2 separate regions of the Mus musculus genome follow, and region 2 is linked to region 1. The links are chromatin contacts, called in public ChIA-PET maps. All regions are on one chromosome and are shown on one strand. Each heading gives the region's core, a stretch centred on a gene start, on an enhancer-like site or on the middle of the called end of the contact. The rest is flanking DNA. Distances are from core to core; before and after follow the strand shown. Region 1 overlaps Gm40929 (a long non-coding RNA gene). Region 2 overlaps Ranbp9 (RAN binding protein 9).

What was found. ChIA-PET counts read pairs in DNA pulled down with a chosen protein or histone mark.
Region 2: an RNA polymerase II ChIA-PET map of memory CD8 T cells shows a contact between it and region 1, with 461 read pairs. The contact joins two enhancer-like sites. A contact is called at or near these places in 1 of 39 promoter capture datasets (frontonasal cranial neural crest), 1 of 15 datasets of contacts at CTCF or cohesin (large pre-B cells), 8 of 115 datasets of contacts at active chromatin or transcription factors (CD8 T cells, effector CD8 T cells, embryonic basal ganglia and 5 more) and 3 of 9 other capture datasets (adipose tissue, liver and pancreatic islet).

Annotation. Positions count from the first base shown.
Region 1 is chr13:43,176,002-43,179,327 of GRCm38.p6, reverse strand. The region is part of intron 3 of Gm40929 (a long non-coding RNA gene); the gene reads right to left. Among named protein-coding and RNA genes, the nearest start is that of Gm40929, 5.8 kb to the right of the region's middle. Within about 2 kb of position 1,792, at least 26 of the 459 cell types and tissues checked have an H3K27ac peak or open chromatin away from gene starts, as enhancers often do. A contact at or near this core is called in CD8 T cells, effector CD8 T cells and memory CD8 T cells, where this site is marked.
Region 2 is chr13:43,451,592-43,454,917 of GRCm38.p6, reverse strand. The region is part of intron 2 of Ranbp9 (RAN binding protein 9); the gene reads left to right. Among named protein-coding and RNA genes, the nearest start is that of Gm26064, 27 kb to the right of the region's middle. Within about 2 kb of position 1,532, at least 56 of the 459 cell types and tissues checked have an H3K27ac peak or open chromatin away from gene starts, as enhancers often do. A contact at or near this core is called in CD8 T cells, effector CD8 T cells and memory CD8 T cells, where this site is marked.

The sequences.
Region 1 (3,326 bases), core at 543-3,042:
ACTATCTGTTGGTTGATGCTTCACTTAAGAACTTGTACAAAATTACACAGGAGGATTTGAGAAAGCTACCCCCAAGAGAGTGCCTTGTGCTGTAGGCTGTCATCCTCTGAAGGCACTGGGCACTGCAGCCACTATACTGCCGGGATCTACCATGAAACATTGATGGGAATGAATCCTCCTTGCTGTGCCTGTCCCTCCAGTGCATTTTGCTAATAAATAGGAGAGCAGGCTAGAAGGCGAATGAAAGCCTTTACCGGAGCCAGCTCTGTTACTGCAGGCAGACAATGAAGGCGAGCTCACAGCTGGAAGTGACTGATAAGTTGTATTCTCCAGACTCACGACAAACCAAATCCATAAACATCCATTTCAAACCAATATTCCAAAAACACTCCTCTTCTGCAACATTTCTAATTTTTTTCCAGTTGCTCCAGCCCAACTCTAGACAGTGCTGCTGGTTCAAATATTTCACATTTCACATCAAAATGGAAATCCAGCTGATTTGATCTGAAAGTATATCTATGGGCCGGAGACATGAAGGCCCGAGTTTCATACCCAGAACTCAGACGAAAGCAAGGCAGAGAGGCATAGGCCTGTTCTTCCAGCGTGGGGAAGATGGAGACAGGATATCTGTGGTACTTGCTGGCAACTGAGTCTAGCTAAATCAGTGAGTTTCAGGATAACTGAGTGGCACTGTCTCAAAACCTCCAAAGGAGAGTGATTGAGGAAGACACCAGACACCAACCTCTGGCCTCTACATGCACATACAAGCACATGGACACGTGCAGACATATGCATACCCATGTATGTATACACACAGAGAGAAGTATATCTATGACTTTCCCTCCTGCCCCCCTCTCCCTCAAGATTTCCTTGGTCCAAGTCATTACCATTATCATCCTTTGCCCAACTGTCCAGTCAGCCCCATGTGCTTGTATCCAAGTCCCCTGGAGTCTGTTCTGCAGTACAGCAGCCAATGCCGTCTCTCGTACACGAAAGTCAGCTGAGGGGAGTTCTGGTTTCCCTTGAGGAATGGCCACGTTCTCAGAGGGACTAAACTGGCCTGGCCTTCCCACAAACTTTCCTGACGACTCCGACAGCTCTGCAGTCTCTCTGTCTCCATCCCAAGCACACTAAGCCTCCCTGCCCTTTTTTCTTTTTCTTTTTTTTATGATTTATTTTATGTGTATGAGTGTTTTGCCTGTTTGTATGTCTGTGCACCCCATGCGTGTCTGGTGCCCACAAAGATCAGAAAAGGGTGTTTGATCCCAGAGAACTAGGCTTGTGGGTGTTTTTAAACCACCATGTGGGTGATGGGAATCAAATTAGGGACTTGTACAGGAATAAGTGCTCTGACTGCTGAGCCATCTCTCCGACCTCGCTGTCCTTTAAGTAAGTAGGTATGCAATGCTCAATCAAAATTCTCCTTACCTATCTCTTCTCTCTGAAAAAAATAAATGTACTCATTCGTCCTGTCTCATTTATTATCTGCTTGCTACAATGTACTGCCAGCTTGACTGAAGATCCACCCTGAACACAGATGGCACCATTCTATGGAAACCCAGGAGGAATAAAATGTAAAGGGAGAAAGGAAGAAGGCAGCCGAAAGCCAGTATCCATCAATTGCACTTTCTGACTGCCGAAGCAATGTGACTAGCTGCCTCTCACTGCCGTGACTTCACCGTGAGCCAGACGAAACACTTCCTCCTGTTCATAGGCCATTTTGTGTCAGGTACTAAGTCTTAGCAATGAGGGAAAGTCCCTAGAAAAGAGTGGGAGCTAGAGAAACGTTCTTCGATGAGTTGTGCGCCCTCAATAGAAGGTGTTGCCTTGTGCCTATTTCCTGCCAGTTCCCCACACCAACATCAAAAAGAAACCTTTCCATCTTGTCAAAAGCTTGTGTTTGAAGGTTGAGAAGTAGCTCAGTTAGTAGTCAGAGAGCATTTGTTTAGCATGTGAGAGGCCCTAGGGTCAAATCCTCAGCACACCACACATACCATGCACACACAGTCTGTCTGTCTCTGGTGGTTTAAAGTGGCCCTCACTGGCTCAGATACGTGCACATTCATCCCAATTGGTGAATTGTTTAGGATGGATTAGGGGGCGTGGCCTTGTTGGAGGAAGAGTGTCACCGGAGGTTGAGGTTTCACAGCCCATGCCAGGCCCAGTCTCTGCTCTCTCTGTCTGTTGCCTGCAGATCAGGATGCAAAGCTCTCAGCTACTGCTCCAGTACCATGCCTTATCTGCTCCCTGCCATGATGCCAATTGACTACTCCTACAGAACTGTAAGCACCCTAAAGTTAAATGCTTTCTTTCATAAGAGTTGCTTTGGTATTGGCGTCTCTTCATGGCAATGGCACAGTAACTATCCTCATCTCTCTCTCTCATATGAGGCGCAACCCTGTGACGTGGCCCCCACTTCTTTCTGTGTGCTCTGCAGGTGCACAGATGCAGATGCCTAACCTCCCCCTGCTAAACCCTCAAGCTCCTCTGCATTGATGACAAAGAGGGCCCTCCCCCTGTAGCCCAGCTTATCAAACTCCTGGTGTAGCTGTTGGTATTTTGTCTGGACTCCACCCCCACAGTTACCTGGCAACAGATAGGTAGGCCTGGCCCACTATAAAAGGGGCTGCTTGCCCCCTCCCCTCTCTCTTGCCTCTCTTTCCCCCTTGTTCCCTCCCCCACCCCACATGGTCATGGCCGGCCTCTACTTCTCTACTCTCTCCCTCTCTCTGCCTTTCTCTGCCTCTACTACCCTCTGAGCTCCCTTCCCCATGCCCTTAATAAACTCTACTCTGTACTATACCATGTGTCCTGGTCCCTTGGGGGAGGGATGCCTTGGCATGGGCCCACTGAGGCACCCTCTTCCCCCACACTTTACTACAGCCCCTTAGAACATTTTCTTATATTTCTTTATCTTTTTATGACCACAACAGTAGCTGTCGTGCTTTAGCTATGGAAATAACCATAAGAGCTTCGTGGGCTTCTTCTCTTCAATCCCCATGACAGACCAACGTGCCATACAGTTCCCCATCACCTGTTTTACAGGGAAGTCAAATGAAAAGTGCTTTACCTAACTAGCAGCTTGAGAAGCCTCGCTGTCTGTGCCCCGCTGTCAGAGACAGTTTCATATCGTGAAAATGACAACCAATGATTCGGAGACAGCTAAACCTGACTTGAACTTAAATTTAAAATTGAGTTTGAGCTCAATCACAGAGAGGTGGAAGTCAAAATGTAATCTCTCTAGAGCAAATGACCCTTAGTTGGGCTTAATAGGCCTACAGGGGAACCAAATCGGAATGTCAAGACACCATCCAGGGATACGTGTT
Region 2 (3,326 bases), core at 283-2,782, 280 kb before region 1:
AGAGCAGCCTTACGAAAATAACAATGTATAAATCTCTCGTTTGGCTGAGTCTATCATCTCACAGATCTACTCCTTTCTTACCCAGCCAGAGCAGCCTGAGCCTGGCGTGGTGGTGCACTCTCAGAGGCAGGCAGATTTCCGAGTTCGAGGACAGCCAGGGCTACACAGAGAAACCCTGACTCGAAAAACCAAAAAAAAAAAAAAAAAGCAGCCTGTGTGGGTTGTGGTGGATTTGCTAAGATGCCAGGGTTATACATTACAGTGAAAGACAACTGAAGAGAGAAGCAAAGCTTCCTGAGAGGATTCGTGTGTGTGTGTGTGTGTGTGTGTGTGTGTGTGTGTACTTTGCATCTGCAGTAGACAGAAATACAAAGTGTACTGGGCAAACACATCACCTGAGACAACCTGGACAGGGCACTCTTTTCTTTTGTCCACGGCTAGACCTGTAAGCACCGGAGACTGTGACTGAGTGAGTTGTAAGCTGTGGGCTGTGGGCACTCCCTTGCCTGGGTTAAGAAAAAGAATTTTTATTGCATATACAACCTCACAGAGACTGACAGTGTGCCCAAGACCTGCAGAGGTTTGTGCCAGACAGGATTCTAACATGGAGAGGTAGATGTGGACACACCACCCCACTCCTGACCGAGAAGCTGTGCACTTGATACTTGCTGGGAACACTAAGTCTGTCAAGTTGCACTCCAAGGCAGGCTGTGTCCTCAGGAGTAGATGCACAACACAGAAACAACTCCATGGTCTGGGTGGGTGCGGGGAAGGTTCTGGGATGAGTTGGGGGACAGGAATGTGTATGATCAAATATGAAAAATTTCAAAATAATAGAATTTCTGCAATTTAGTCTGTGTGTGCGTGAGAGTGTGCATGTGTGCATTTGTGCCATATCCTGTGTATGGAGGCCAGAGGAGAACTTGAGGGACTTCAGTCTAGTACCACATGGGACCTAGAGATTGAATGTAGATGGTCAGGGTTTCAGCAGGTGATTTACCCACTTAGCTATCTTGCCAGTCTACATTTTTAATTGATCATTGAGCCCTTTTCACCATGAACTATCTTTATCTTTTAAAAAATTACATTTATATGTATGTATGTATGTATGTATGTATGTAACGAGAACCCCTACTCGGAGCCATCTCACTAGCTCTGCTTTTCTATGTAGGGCCAGATGAGGTGGTGTACACTTACCCCAGCACTTGCAAGGCAGAGGCAGGCAGATCCTCGTGACTTAGTTCAAGGCCATCCTGGTCCATGTAGCCAGTCCTAGGCCAGCCAGGGTTATATAGTGAAATCCTGTTAAACAAAACAAAAACAAAATAAAACCAAAAGACTCCACAAAACCAAAACTCAAAGAGTTGTATTTAATTAGCTCACAAAAGATTAGGTTTCCTTATCCATTATTCATACCTACTTGGTTTTTGATTGATGTCCCCTTTTTACAGCTTCCTGCCCCAGCCCCCACAGCCTCCCGTTCCTGGGAGTTTCCTTTTTACTTTCGTATCTTCTGTGCTCTACCACCCTTCCTGCTCTCCTGTGAAGTTTCTTTTTATGTCTCACATGGGCCCCTTTCTGGTTTCCTGGCTTCTACACAAATGCACATACAGAAAAATTAAAAGATAGAGTCTGCATATGAAAGACAACATGCGTCCATTTTTCTTGTTTTCATTAAGTTCTATTGTGTATTTTACCATATATTTACATAAATCTGTTCTCTTGAGGGACGTTTAGGCTGATTCTGTTTCCTGGCTATTGTGAACAGAACAGCAGCAAGCATGGATGTGCAGGAGTCTCTGGTGTGTTGGGCGTCCTTTGGGCTTATGCTGTGTTGTACTTCTAGCTTTTCTGAGTGTGCTCCACAGTGATTCCATGGTGACTGCACCAGTTTACACTGTCATCAGTAGTGAATAAGTGTTCCCTTCCCAGTCGCCATGCTAGCATTTGTTCTCTGGATAATAGCCATTTGGACTGGGGTGAGACGAGCCTCATTGTAGTTGAGCTTCCCAGATGGTTAGAGCTCTTCTTCTTTTAAGAATTTTATCAGTTCTATAGCCATGCTTTGATTGAGTTGTCTTGTTTGTTTTTGTTAAATTTTTAAAAGTTCTGTGTGTATTCCAGGTATTTATCTGTCCTGCTAGTTTGTAGCTAGTAAAGATTTTCATTCCTTCTGTAGCTTCTCCCTTCATTTGATTAACGAGTTCCTTTGCCATGAAATTTTCTTCTCATTCTACAGTGTTTTACCGTTGTACAGTAGTGAGTGTGTAGAGTTCTGTTCCAGCAGCCCTTGCCTCTGCCAGTTCTAGAGTCTCACGTCTTAAGCTAAGGTCATGATCCATTTGGACTTGATTTTGTGCATGGGGAGACATAGTTTCATCTTTCTTTGTGTAGACATTAAATTTTCCTGGTTCTGTTTGTTGAAGAGGCTGGGTTTTTTTTCCTTTAAATTTTTGGGAGTTAAAAAAGTGAAACTTTTGGCATCCTGTTAGAAGTCAGAGGACAATAGCTGTATAGGTTTACATCGCACTGATTTACCTGGCTGCTTTTGTGCTAGTGCCAAACTGTTTCTGTTACAGTACCTGTAGTATAACTACAGGAAATCGGGGATATTGATACTTCTAGCATTGTTTTTTTTGTTTTGTTTTGTTTTCTGAGGATTGTTTTGGCTGTCTGAGGCCTTTTGTGTTTCCAAATCAGTTTTAAGGTGAACTTGTCTATTTCTGTGACAGATGGTGTTTGACATCCGGTTGGGAATCTCTAGGTCGCTTTTGCTTACTTGCATTTTGAAAGCATTAAGGAGGGTGGAAGCTGCATTTTTGTTGGAGAACCAGATGAGTTTGTTTTGTTTTGTTTTGTTTTGTTTTGTTTTGTTTTTTAGTATAGAATAGAGTTTATTTAGGGCATGGGGAGGGGAGTTAAGAGAGTAGTAGAGGCAGAGAAAGGGAGAGAATAGAGAAGTGGGTCCAGCCATGACCACATGGAGAGAGAGGGGAAGATGTAAGAGAAAAGATAAGTTCTTTAACAAGGCACTTAATTACTGTGTGAAAAGTGACCCGAGATACACAACCAGTGTATTCCTTCACTGTTCTAAAGTTGCTTAGTTTCAGTACACCTGGGATCTCAATCAATTCTTGTTGTAGCAGTAATTTTATATATAACAATTGTTGGTTTTTTTAAAAGTTATAAGGTATCAATATTTTAAGGCATTTTTTATTAGATATTTTCTTCATGTACATTTCAAATGCTATCCCCAAAGCCCCATATATCCTCTCCTCCCAGGTATCAATATTCTTAATTCAAAGATGGAAATCAATATTTTGTGA